Linked DNA regions of Mus musculus: region 2 is linked to region 1. A link is a contact called in public HiChIP or PLAC-seq data. All regions are on one chromosome and are shown on one strand. The core of a region is the stretch at or near the end of the contact, and the rest is flanking DNA. Distances in the headings are between cores, read along the strand shown.

What was found. HiChIP or PLAC-seq counts read pairs in DNA pulled down with a chosen protein or histone mark.
Region 2: a FOXA1 HiChIP or PLAC-seq map of pancreatic cancer cells shows a contact between it and region 1. The contact joins two enhancer-like sites. A contact is called at or near these places in 1 of 115 datasets of contacts at active chromatin or transcription factors (pancreatic cancer cells) and 2 of 9 other capture datasets (adipose tissue and embryonic stem cells).

The regions. Positions count from the first base shown.
Region 1 is chr11:116,252,083-116,257,637 of GRCm38.p6, forward strand. Srp68 (signal recognition particle 68) reads right to left here. Exons shown (of 16, transcript NM_146032.3): 9 at 2,220-2,318; 10 at 647-711. Among named protein-coding and RNA genes, the nearest start is that of Evpl, 17 kb to the left of the region's middle. Within about 2 kb of position 2,704, at least 134 of the 459 cell types and tissues checked have an H3K27ac peak or open chromatin away from gene starts, as enhancers often do. A contact at or near this core is called in pancreatic cancer cells, where this site is marked.
Region 2 is chr11:116,570,201-116,575,755 of GRCm38.p6, forward strand. The region is part of intron 1 of Ube2o (ubiquitin-conjugating enzyme E2O); the gene reads right to left. Among named protein-coding and RNA genes, the nearest start is that of Ube2o, 8.5 kb to the right of the region's middle. Within about 2 kb of position 3,126, at least 93 of the 459 cell types and tissues checked have an H3K27ac peak or open chromatin away from gene starts, as enhancers often do. A contact at or near this core is called in pancreatic cancer cells, where this site is marked.

The DNA of each region.
Region 1 (5,555 bases), core at 1,454-3,953:
GGTCACAGATGCTCCAAGGTCACTGCCAGAGGCTGGCTGTGGTGGCTCATACCTCAAATTCCACCATGCTCAAGACCGAGGCACAAGGAGTTATAAGAGTTAGAGGCCAGCCTAGGCTAGCAGTGAGATCTTGCACTTGCACTTGCACGCACGCACACGCAGAGAGAGAGAGAGAGAAACAAAAACCAAAAGCAAGGCTGCAGCCAAGGACTGGCTTGAGAGGAGAGACTGGCGGGGAAGGCGCTGCCACTCACCTGGGCACCTCCTGTAGGAGGACATGGCAGAGCCAGGAGGATCTCTATGAATCTGAAGCTAGCCTGGTCTACACAATGAATAGCCAGGGTTATGTAGAGAGACTCTGCCTCAAATAAACAAGCAAACAAAAAGGAACAGAAGGGCTCAAGAGTTAGACTGGTGCTTAAGAGCCCTAGGTGCTCTCGCAGAAGACCAGGGTTAGAGTCTCAGCACCCACATGACAGCTCACAACCATCTGTAACTCAAGTTCCAGGGCACCCAACACCCTCTTCTGGCCTCCAGGAGCAGCAGGGACACATGTGGTGCACAGATATGCATGCAGGCAACTGTATATATAAATTAAAATTTAAAAATGTAAATGCATATAAACACACACAAAAGTCAAACTCACCTGTGCAGGTACTGGAGATTTGACACCTTCCCAGACTCTCCATCAAGGGCATAGTCTCTCTGCTTCTGAAAAGGTAAAAAAGGTATAAAGTAAAACTCGGCCTTGGCTCTCAGTGCCCTTCCATACAATGGGCCATAAAGTTCTCTCCCCAGAGCCACAAAGTCTATCAAGTGTCTGCCATGCCAGGCAGCAGTGGTGCACACCTTTAATCCCAGCACTTGGGAGGCAGAGACAGGTGCATTTCTGAGTTCGAGGCCAGCCTGGTCTACAGAGTGACAGAGTGAGTTCAAGGACAGCCAGGGATACACAGAGAAACCCTGTCTCAAAAAAAACAAAAAACAAAAAACAAAAAAAACAAAAAAAACTCAAAAAAAAGGGTCTGTCATGCCCCCAGGAATCCATTAACAGAAGGACAAGATTACCCCTTTGCCACTGTAAGCCAACACCTGGCCTTGACTGACAGAAAGCTGACAACAGCCAGCTGAGGCTTCCTGTTCTGTCCCCAACTCAACAGTCAGACAGTTCTGTCAGGTGTGGCACACCCCCCTGCAGTTTTGGCTATAGGCGACTGAGACAGGAAGAGCCTGAGTTTAATTACAGTCTGGGAACTTAGTGAGATCTTGGCTTAAACTAGTTTTTTTAAAAACCCACAAGACATTCCCAGCATGCACAAAGTCCTAGGTTCAATGTGCAGTGAACCACAAAACAAAAAAAGCAGCGAGACCACAGCTCCACTGTCGGCTCTGAGACCATAGCCTCCCTGCTGTAGACCCAAATTCTACCATCCCTGTATGCCTGGTGTGACCAGTACCCTAAGCCACCCACATCCTTGACCTCCAGCATCCATGGAGATGTTACTGCATGTGGTAGAAGAGACTCTGGGTGGGAATATTTAAGTGTTTTTCAATTACTAAACTGCAGTCCTCCTGCCTCTGTCTACAGAATGTTACAACTACAGGTGTGCACCACCTCACCTTTAGAGCCATCTCAGTCTACGTTAAAATGCTACTTAAGAACAGGTAGAAACTAGTCATGGCTTCAGCTTCTGTAAACCCAGCTCTCAGGAGCTGGAGAGATGGCTCAGCGGGTAAGAGCACTGACTGCTCTTCCGAAGGTCCCGAGTTCAAATCCCAGCAACCACATGGTGGCTCACAGCCATCTGTAATGAGATCTGACATCCTCTTCTGGTGTGTCTGAAGACAGCTACAGTGTACTTACATATAATAAATAAATAAATCTTTAAAAAAAAAAATCCCAGCCCTCCACAGGCTGAGGTAGTGGGATCATCTGTAGGGGACACACACGAGGGAGGGAGACTCTAGGGTGTGGTATAAAGTGGGAAGGACCTCAGTAAGGCACCATTAGGAAAGGCGGTGCCCCTGGAGACAAGGGGCTGAGACCACTGGATGACTCAAGAATGGCCAGAGAATGAAGTATGAAGTGTGAACCGGAGCCCAGAGGCCTCTACTGCTTACAAGCTGATCACATCTACAAATGGCCCAAGGCCCAGTGATGACCCCTGGGAGCACCCCGAGGACAGCTCAGACTGGGGGAGGACAGGAGATGGGCTGACCTGATCGGGCTTGAGCTCTTCCCTCACGGCTTGGAGGGCGTCTCGGCACTCACTCAGCATGGACTCGAACAGACGCTCCTTCGTTTCTTCACTTTCAGCCTACACAGTGGCAAAATGGAGCAAGAGACTGTTTTGAGCAGATTGGAGGAGGCACGGCATCGCATGGCTCAGAGGTGCCGTATGCAAACCTTTACAATCTGAGCCAACCTGCAGTTTCTGGTTTCTTTCAGATTCGAGCAAAAGACAGAAATTTCTAATCAATATCCAACCAAGAAGATATTTCTCCTAAATATAAGACTAAATTGTCTTCTCTAGACATTCTGGGTCCATTGTTGTACATGGCCAACTCTTTGAGAACAACTTCTGGGCAGAAATGGTTGACAAGAAAGAGGCGACAGTATTCGCCCAGTACTAGGTGTCACCCTCACTACACTGCTCGATAAACCACAAAGTGACTCATTAACTGAATGCCTGCCACACCATGTTTCCAACCGAAAGAACCTGACTGAGCAGGGAAGCCACAAAAGGCAGGAAGCAGATGGCCCTGTGCCACCGGCGAGCAGACCCACTGAAGTGAAAGCGTTAGCATTCCACGGTCATGTTTGACTTTCCACAGAACTAACAGGCAGCCTGAAAAACACCAGCCTTCAACTGGCCTCTCAGGACCACAGAAGCCCGCCCAGAACACCCTCCACTCCTGTGAGAGGAGAAGGAGCCCAGATAAAAATTTCTGAAGATCTCTTGTGTTTTCCCTACATTCTAGTGTAAGGAAATAACTGTAAATTGCCCCATACATACCACACAGACGCTGCCACTTACGGGCCACCTGACTTTCCTGTCCCTTACTAACTTGGGAAACAAATCAGGACCATGGCCTCCGGTACCCTGAAGGCAAACACCACCCCATCAGCTAGCTCACTTCCCACCAGAGCAGTGCCTGCTGTCCAACAGACGTCAGGATGGACAGCTGCTCTAGCCGAGGTCGGCCATGCAGCGGGCATCAGTGTGGACTGCTGGGACCATGGTACATTACATAGAACAAACACAGCAAGGTGCTGTCCTGTCTGCTGTGACTCCAGAGAAGACTCCCTTTCCTCACCGAATCAGACTCTGAGGTTCCAGTGGAACTGTGAAAACCGAGTAAGACAGGTAAACCCCTGTGGAGCCACCGCAGAAAGGGTCAGCCCTAGAACCCACAAATCCGCAGCAGCACTGCTTCAGGTGGGCGGGGCTGAGCTGTCTGGCCGTGGGCAGTAAATGAGGATCTGTCTTCCCTCCTATCGGTAGGAAAAGTTCACATTTAAAATCAGAGGATGCACTCTTGGCTTCTTGCTCTCTGTTTTCTTCCTCCTGCTCCCCCCTCCATTCCTCTCCTCCTCCATCCCCCTCCACTGCTCACAGCTGGCCTCTACTCCTCTACTCTCTCTCTGCCTTTCTGTCTCTACTACCCCCTCAACTCCCCTCACAGTGCCCTGAATAAACTCTATTCTCTACTATTAAAAAAAAAAAAAAAAAAAAAAAATCAAAGGATGCCAGAACGCTAAGCCTCGTCACTGCCTCTGCGGTCGCCTCGGCACCAGAGCGCTGAAGACAAACTTCCGATGCTCCCCCACATTCTATGTCTCAGTAAGGATTTATGAAGATATTCCACAACAACCAAGGAAAAGGTTATGTCTGACGGGAAGGACTTAGTGGGATGTTTTCCACGTGCCACCCACAATGCTGAGTGACTCAGAGACCACCAGTATCTGAGAACTTGCCACGGATCTTCCTGCCTAGGGCAAAATGTCTCCAAACAGGAAGTCTTCATATATTTACGGCTCTCATTTACTCTAGAACCTATACTTGATGCCAAGGTGACTCCCACAGGGAGACACGCCTTTCAACATGCAGGGGCAGGACTGCACTCCACATCCCAGCCTGCCACATCTGCTACCGAGCCAGTACTCAATGGCACACTCCCTGCATAGAAACATGTGGCCCACTGGACCCTGTTCCCGGTGTGCCAATGGCAGTGTCTAGAGCTTGGAAATGATGACCTGCCTGCTCATCTCAATCAATCAACGGAACTCCTCTGGGCCAGCCAGTGCAGGGACACGGCACCACAGTGTCTCCCCCTATTATAGACACTGCTGGGTTGTTTTCACTGGCTGACAGGAATCTTGGGGAGATGGTGGTGTGTGACTAAGAGACACACAGGCAAGCCTGGCCACATTCTCTCTCCACCACACCCACAGGAGAATCATGGGGATAGGAACCAAGTCTCACCCAACCTGAGAGAGAGGCTCAGAAGAAAAAAAGATAAGGAAATAAAGAAAGGGGGTTTGGTTGTTGTTGTTTCTTTCCTTTAAAAAAAAGGGTGGGGGGGAGCGGGCTGGAGAGATGGTTCAGTGGTTAAGAGCACTGACTGCTCTTCCAGAGGGCCTGAGCAATCACCATTACACAACCATCTGTAATGGGATCCAATGCCCTCTTCTGTTATGTCTGAAGACAGCTACAGTGTACTCACATACATGAATAAACAAATCTTTAATAAAAAGAATTGAAAATTTTATTTAAAAAATGGGGGTAAGGGTAGGAAGGTAAGTGCTGTCCATTTTACTCAGACTCCAAAAAGCTGGGTCAGGTTACCTGGTGAAGGGGAAGGCCAATCATTGGGACTTGCATGATAGAAGAAGGGAACTGACTTTTTTCTCAGGTTGTCCTCTGACACCAGCTGTGTGCTGTGGGACACACATCTCTCCTATCCCCACAAAATACATTTAAAATGTAATAATAAATAAATATAACAAACACAATGAAAACAGGTTTGTTGGATTCCCCCCAACACCCAGAACTGAATGGGGCATAAATGACCAAGCACACAAATGTTTTAAAATCTCTCAAAACGAGCTGCCCCCAAACAACCTCACAGCACCACTGCTGGTGACCACCAAAGACTGAATAAGGATTAAGAATACAAAATGGCAGCCCCATGGGAGGAACATCAATATGAACCAACCAGTACCCCCAGAGCTCCCAGGGACTAAACCACCAACCACCGAGCACACATGGAGCTCCAGCTGCATATGCAGCAGAGGACGGCCTAGTCGGACATCAACGGGAGGAGAGGCCCTTGGTCCTGAAAAGGCTCGATGCCCCAGTGTAGGGGAAGGCCAAGGCCAGAAAGCAGGAGTGGGTGGGTTGGTGAGCAGGGGGAGGAGGGAGAGGGTTTTAGGAGGGGAAACCAGAAAAGTGGATAACATTTAAAATGTAAATAAAGAAAATATCCAATAAAGTAAAAAAGGGCAGCCAGGGCTACATGAGATACCCTGTTTCAAGAAACAAAACAAATGA
Region 2 (5,555 bases), core at 1,876-4,375, 320 kb after region 1:
ATGACCACCAGCAGCAGCAATAGCAGAGGGAGGAAAAAGATGTGGTTGTCATCACGGCTACCTAGTCAACAGTCTTTGGTGGCCACATTTTAGTGATTTCTGGTTATTCACACACACGCTGGGAAACGAAATATTCAAAGTCAACTGCATACTAAAACTTGGGGAGAGGGATTAAAAAGTGACCTATTGAAGGCCCCATATGCCACCAGTGTGACTCAGGAATCCTGGCTAGCAGAAGCCTCACTGGAGCTTTTTAGACCTCCAGACTACATCCTAGAGACTAAGTAATCTGCACTGAGGAAAGGCCTATGTGTGGGCAGCTGCTTCTGCCTAGACCAGCCCAGGCTGTGTTCATTCATGCCTCCCTCCCTTCCTCCACCACTGACACCCTGATAACTGTGGTCGTTATATCCATTTTTAATATGGTTTTAAATTTCTCCCAAGTTGCAAGTCTGCTATAATCACTGCAACTGCAGGCTACGCCAAGAGCATCTATGCAGGCAGCACATATAACCAGAGCTTTCAACAAATGAGCCACACTGATCACCAAGGAGGAAACACAAGTTGTGACTCTGCCAAGAGCTTTTAGAACTTAAAGCTCCTACAGGGACAATACCCCCAGATGTGTTCCACGCTGAGAGGCACAGAAGGTAACTCAGACCGACAGGTGACTTTTCCCTGGATGTGGCATCCTCAGTTCTCACACAGTCTCTCCTGAGAAGCCTTGCAGGCAAGAACGTGTGCTCTGAAGCTAGCTCTGTCCTAGCTCCTTCCATCGTACTGTGCCTGAAAGCCCGTGCTGGAAGCTGCCAGAATAGTAAACTGCAATATGGTGTCTCATGACTAATCTGCTCCTAGTATTAGGATATGCGTGTGGGCTGCTCCTGGAGTAATTCTTCATAGTGCTTTCAAAGGAACCCGGTTTGGGCATGGTCAATCTGTCAACCAAGAATGGAGAAGGGCTGACATGAGGGGCAGGTAAGGAAGGGGCCCACAGCTCCAGCACCATGAAACATCTGCAGATGGAGGGCATCTGCAGAGACAGCTCAGTAGCACAGTGTTTATTCAGTTTGTGGAAGGCCCTGGGTGGATTCGCAGCACACAAAAAGAAAGAAAGATGATGAACACTGAAGACTCCTTCATGAATGAGTTGAAGGAATAAGCGCAGGTCGGTCATCATGTTTCCCAGGAATCTGCACACACAGCTCTTTTGCTACCCTTGTTGCACAAGAAGGAATGCCAGTGAGCCACAGGACATTGGAGGGAGGCACTTGTCAACTGGGGGAAGCTGTCAAACTGGATGCAGACAACTGGGAAAGGCTGGTCTGAGGGTGTAAGTCATCAGTAGCAAGACAACTGGGATGGACCTGAAGACAGGATCCCTAGGACATGTCACTCTAGACCAGGAAAAGAACAAGCCAAGGCTGTAGGGAAGAACTGAGCAGAGCAGCCAGGCCTGGTGCTGCAGGTCTGTAGTGCCAACTACTCCAGAAATGGAGTGAGCAGGCGATACTCTAGTGAGCTCAAGGCCAGCCTGGGGTAAGACCCTGTCTCAGAACCCAAAGTAAGGACGAGGTGTGTGAGGTCATCCACCTACCATGTATGAGGCCATGGCTCAGTCCCACGTAAATAACCATGGGAGAAAAGCAAAGGCAAGCCCAGGGAGCAGGTGGCTCAACCAGACACTGATGGCAAAGAGGTCAAAGTCCAAGAGGACCTCCTAGCAGTGGCAGCATTCTGACTGTCAGAAGCTGCGAGCTTTAGCACTCAGGGTGCACTGCCATCGTGTCTGCACCTAACTCACAAGTGGCTTCCAAGGACTCACTTTCACATACACAGACGAAGCCAGATGGCAGAGTGACAAAGGTTGCTGACTCACGGTGGCTGGCAATTAGTTATCAGTGGTCTACTTCTTCAGCTTTTCTGGACGTCTGCAATGTTTTCCTATTAAAAAGTCGGGGGCGTGTTTTGAATCCCACAGACCTGGGGAGGGGAGGGCAGTCATAGCACAAGGCTACACCACGAAGTCTGAGGTGCTAGATGGCTTGGTAGAATGTACACCAGGCAACGAGGACAGTGATGCAGCCGTGGCAGGCACTCATCCAGGTGCAGGTACCACACGTGCTCAGAACCCAGGGAGGGAGAGAAAAGAGGAAACGGGAGCCGAGGGGAGGGAAGGAGAGGCTGAGCAAGGCTTCTAGGGAAGAAAATGAGAAGAAAAAAAGAAAAAAAAAGGTAAGTCAGATATAAAGGGAAGAACCCAATTCCTTTAAGATAAAGCCTTAGGGCGTGGGTGCTCAGGCTGCGGAGATGGCTCAAGGTGTAAAGGGGCTTGCTGCCGAGTCTGACAACCTTAGAGTCCGATTTCTAACATGTAAGGTAGAAGAGAACTCACAAGGTGTTCTCTGACCTTCAAATGCTTTTCATGGCACACATGTGCCCACAAACATATAAACACAAAATAAATGTCAAAAATAAGAGAGCTGAGTTGTCTGCATTAAATAGCATCAAAGGTCCAGTGACTAAGACAGTCAGCAAATATGGTGACCAGAAATTTCCTAGTCACTTACAACCTCCGGGGAGCCATCATATGCAGTGTGACAGGCCAGATGGAAGGCCAAAGGTGAGGGGTCATGAGGAAATGGGAGGCAGACAACCAATTCCACCAGCCCAGGACTGGGATGTCCCCGAGGCCAGGAGAAGCTCTCCTCCCTGGCCAGAAGATGATGTCATCAACCTTCAGGGCCCTCTATGCCCCTTAAGACATGAAGCAGAAGCAGACAAATCCAGGACGCCTCTAGCACCGCATACGCCAAGCCTGATGTTCTAGGAGACAGACAGTTGTGTTCCTGTAGAACTTCCCTTCAGGGGCCAGCAAACGCACTGGGTGAGAAGGCCATCCAGGCTGCTTCAGAAACCCTGCACATACATCCCAGTCGAGGCTCTCACAAGCGGCTCAGAGATGAGCCAGGCAGAAGGACTGCCAGAACCCAGGCTCTAGCTGCAGTATGCAAACGAAGGAGGCTTTCTCTGAAGGAGCCTGCAGGAAATCTGTCCGTGCTAGCCCATCTTCAGCTTTCTGGTTGGGTAGGGCTGACTGGCTCTCCCCAGCCTCTCAGATGACTCAGCATCTTATTTTTTTTAAAAAAACCTTTAAATTGCCATAGTCAGACTGTCCCCCAGATGTGGCTGCTATCAGCTTGAGCCAAAAATGACAAAGCAAGTGTCTCAGTCCCGTGGCCCAGCTGTAGAACAGCAAATGCTGCTGCTGCAGTCTTTCAAAACAGGCAAGCAAACTGACTGCCCAGTCACATACACAACCAGCGAGATCTAACCCCTAAGGGGAGCCATCTCACAGTTACTGCCCACGGGGTCCTTGGAAGGGAGGGGCGGAGCCCCTCCCCACTGTGAGGGGCCAGACGGAAGACCAAAGGTCAATTAAATCATGAAATCTTGCTTTGACTTATCCTCCCCTGGAAGAACGCCACCGGTTATGTGGAGGACTCTGACAACCTGGACACACGTGACCAAGGCTTCATTCAACACGGTCACCCTGAGTTGAAGGACAAATAACCTTGGAACAGATAAATTCAGACAGCCATTAATGTGATTCAATTTTACTCTGATCTACAAAAAAATTCCAGTAAGCACTTGGCTCTTCCCCATATAGCCAACCACACATCGGGTGGTTCCTAACAGACCCCGGGGCAGGCTGAGATGTCAGGTCCGGAGGGGTTCTAAAGGGCACTACTGCTCAGCAAAAGAATGTTCCGGGGCTGCTGCAGCACTGGGGCTGCTGCAGCACTGACGTACATCTCCACCACTGCCCCCTTCCCTTCCTGACCCCCCTACCCCAGGCCATTAGACAAAGTCTGAGGAAGGAGCTAATCAAAACTACCAAACTCCTACTGAGAAAGGACAGTGACAGCGCCTGAGCTGGATGCTCTTACACCTTCCCAAGGGCCATTTCCTCACTTTAGACTGTCAGGCCTGATTAGCAGTCCCAAGAAAGAGGCTAGTCACAGACCAGGGTCTCAAAGTTCCCACGGACCTAACAGGAGTTTAGATCATGTTGTTCTGGGAGAAACCCACAACTGTCCTGACTCCCACTCTGAGGGGATCACAGAGGCAGCTGACACTGTCACGTGTCCACAGTCATTCACATTACACATGATACTTGTACTTCTTTTTAAAAAACGTGGGCCCCAAATAGGTTCCAGGGAATTCCATGAGGCCCAATGTTGTGTAAAATAATAAAAGAGAAAGTTCTTGATCAAACAAAAATGAGAAAGGAAAAAGCAAGGCCATCAATGAAGCAGGGAAGGCACGAAACACCTTGCATGTCCTGAAGCAGAAAACAGACCACAGGCCAGAGGGAGGAAGGGACTGAGGCAGAGCTCAGGCTTCCCAAGGAATCGCTCTTGGCCCTGATTCATGAGTCAGCATTCCCAGCAGCAGGGGACAGCAGGTCAGGCTGGAGTCCCACTATTGACAGTTTTCAGGGATACAGAAGCCCTCTTGCTTCTAGCAGTGGAAGGCGGCCCTTGGTAGGTCGGTGCTGGACTGAGGCAGGCTAGTGCTCTATTCACTCAACATTCTAGGCAATCAAAGGTTCCCCAGAAATAGTGTTTTTGAACGCCAAGGTCAGTAACCGCATCTTGATCAGACAGTTGCCATGAGCACAGAGTACAGCACTAAGTGCCTGGGGCACAACAACCGTGATGGGTTTGAGCTGTGATCCTAGGACAATGCATCATTCCGACCCTTAGGATTCATCTATTACCTCTCTCTGGGAACTTCAAAAGAAGTCTTCCAGCCACGTGGTGAAGCGCACCTTTAATCATAGCTTTTGGGGAGGCAGAGGCCAGTCTGGTCTGCATGCTTACACAGATCTGAGTTTCAGGGTAGCCAGTACTACAGTGAGACTATTAGCTCAAAAATAACCGTGGCTGCCGCCACTGCCAGTAATGACCATCTCCAGACCCGGGGAGCCACAGGGCCAGCTGAGTACCTATCTGTGTAGCCATCTGTTCTGCCTGCTCCTGGAGATGCTACATTAACTAGCGACTACTAAATTACTTACAAAGTCATGAGATCTCATGAGCACTGCTGGAAAAGGCTCCCAAGTCACACCTGTCACCACTACTCCCACCCTATGACATAGGAGTTAGGAATTCCCATGTCACCAAAACAAGCTTTCCAAGGTGCCTCTTTGCTGTGGCCCCACCATGAGACAGAAAAGGGATATTCTGAGCATCAGGACCAAGAGGCCATCCCAGGCACAAGTGGGACTGTCCTGCTGACCACTCTACCAGTGCAGGCTCACTCTAGGGGCTAGAGACACGTATCTAACCTGCCAGTGAAGAGCTAGCGCTGAGGCAGTGACTCAGCCAAGGTCAAGCAGAGCAAGTGCCAGCCATGGGAGCACCCAAGGGTTTTGACTTCCAATTGCAATACAAACACACATCCCTCATCTGGCCAAAGTGCCCTTGAGTAAGGGAATTACCACACAGAGACACAATTGTGGCCTCAAGGCCAAGGAGTTAGAAGAGAGA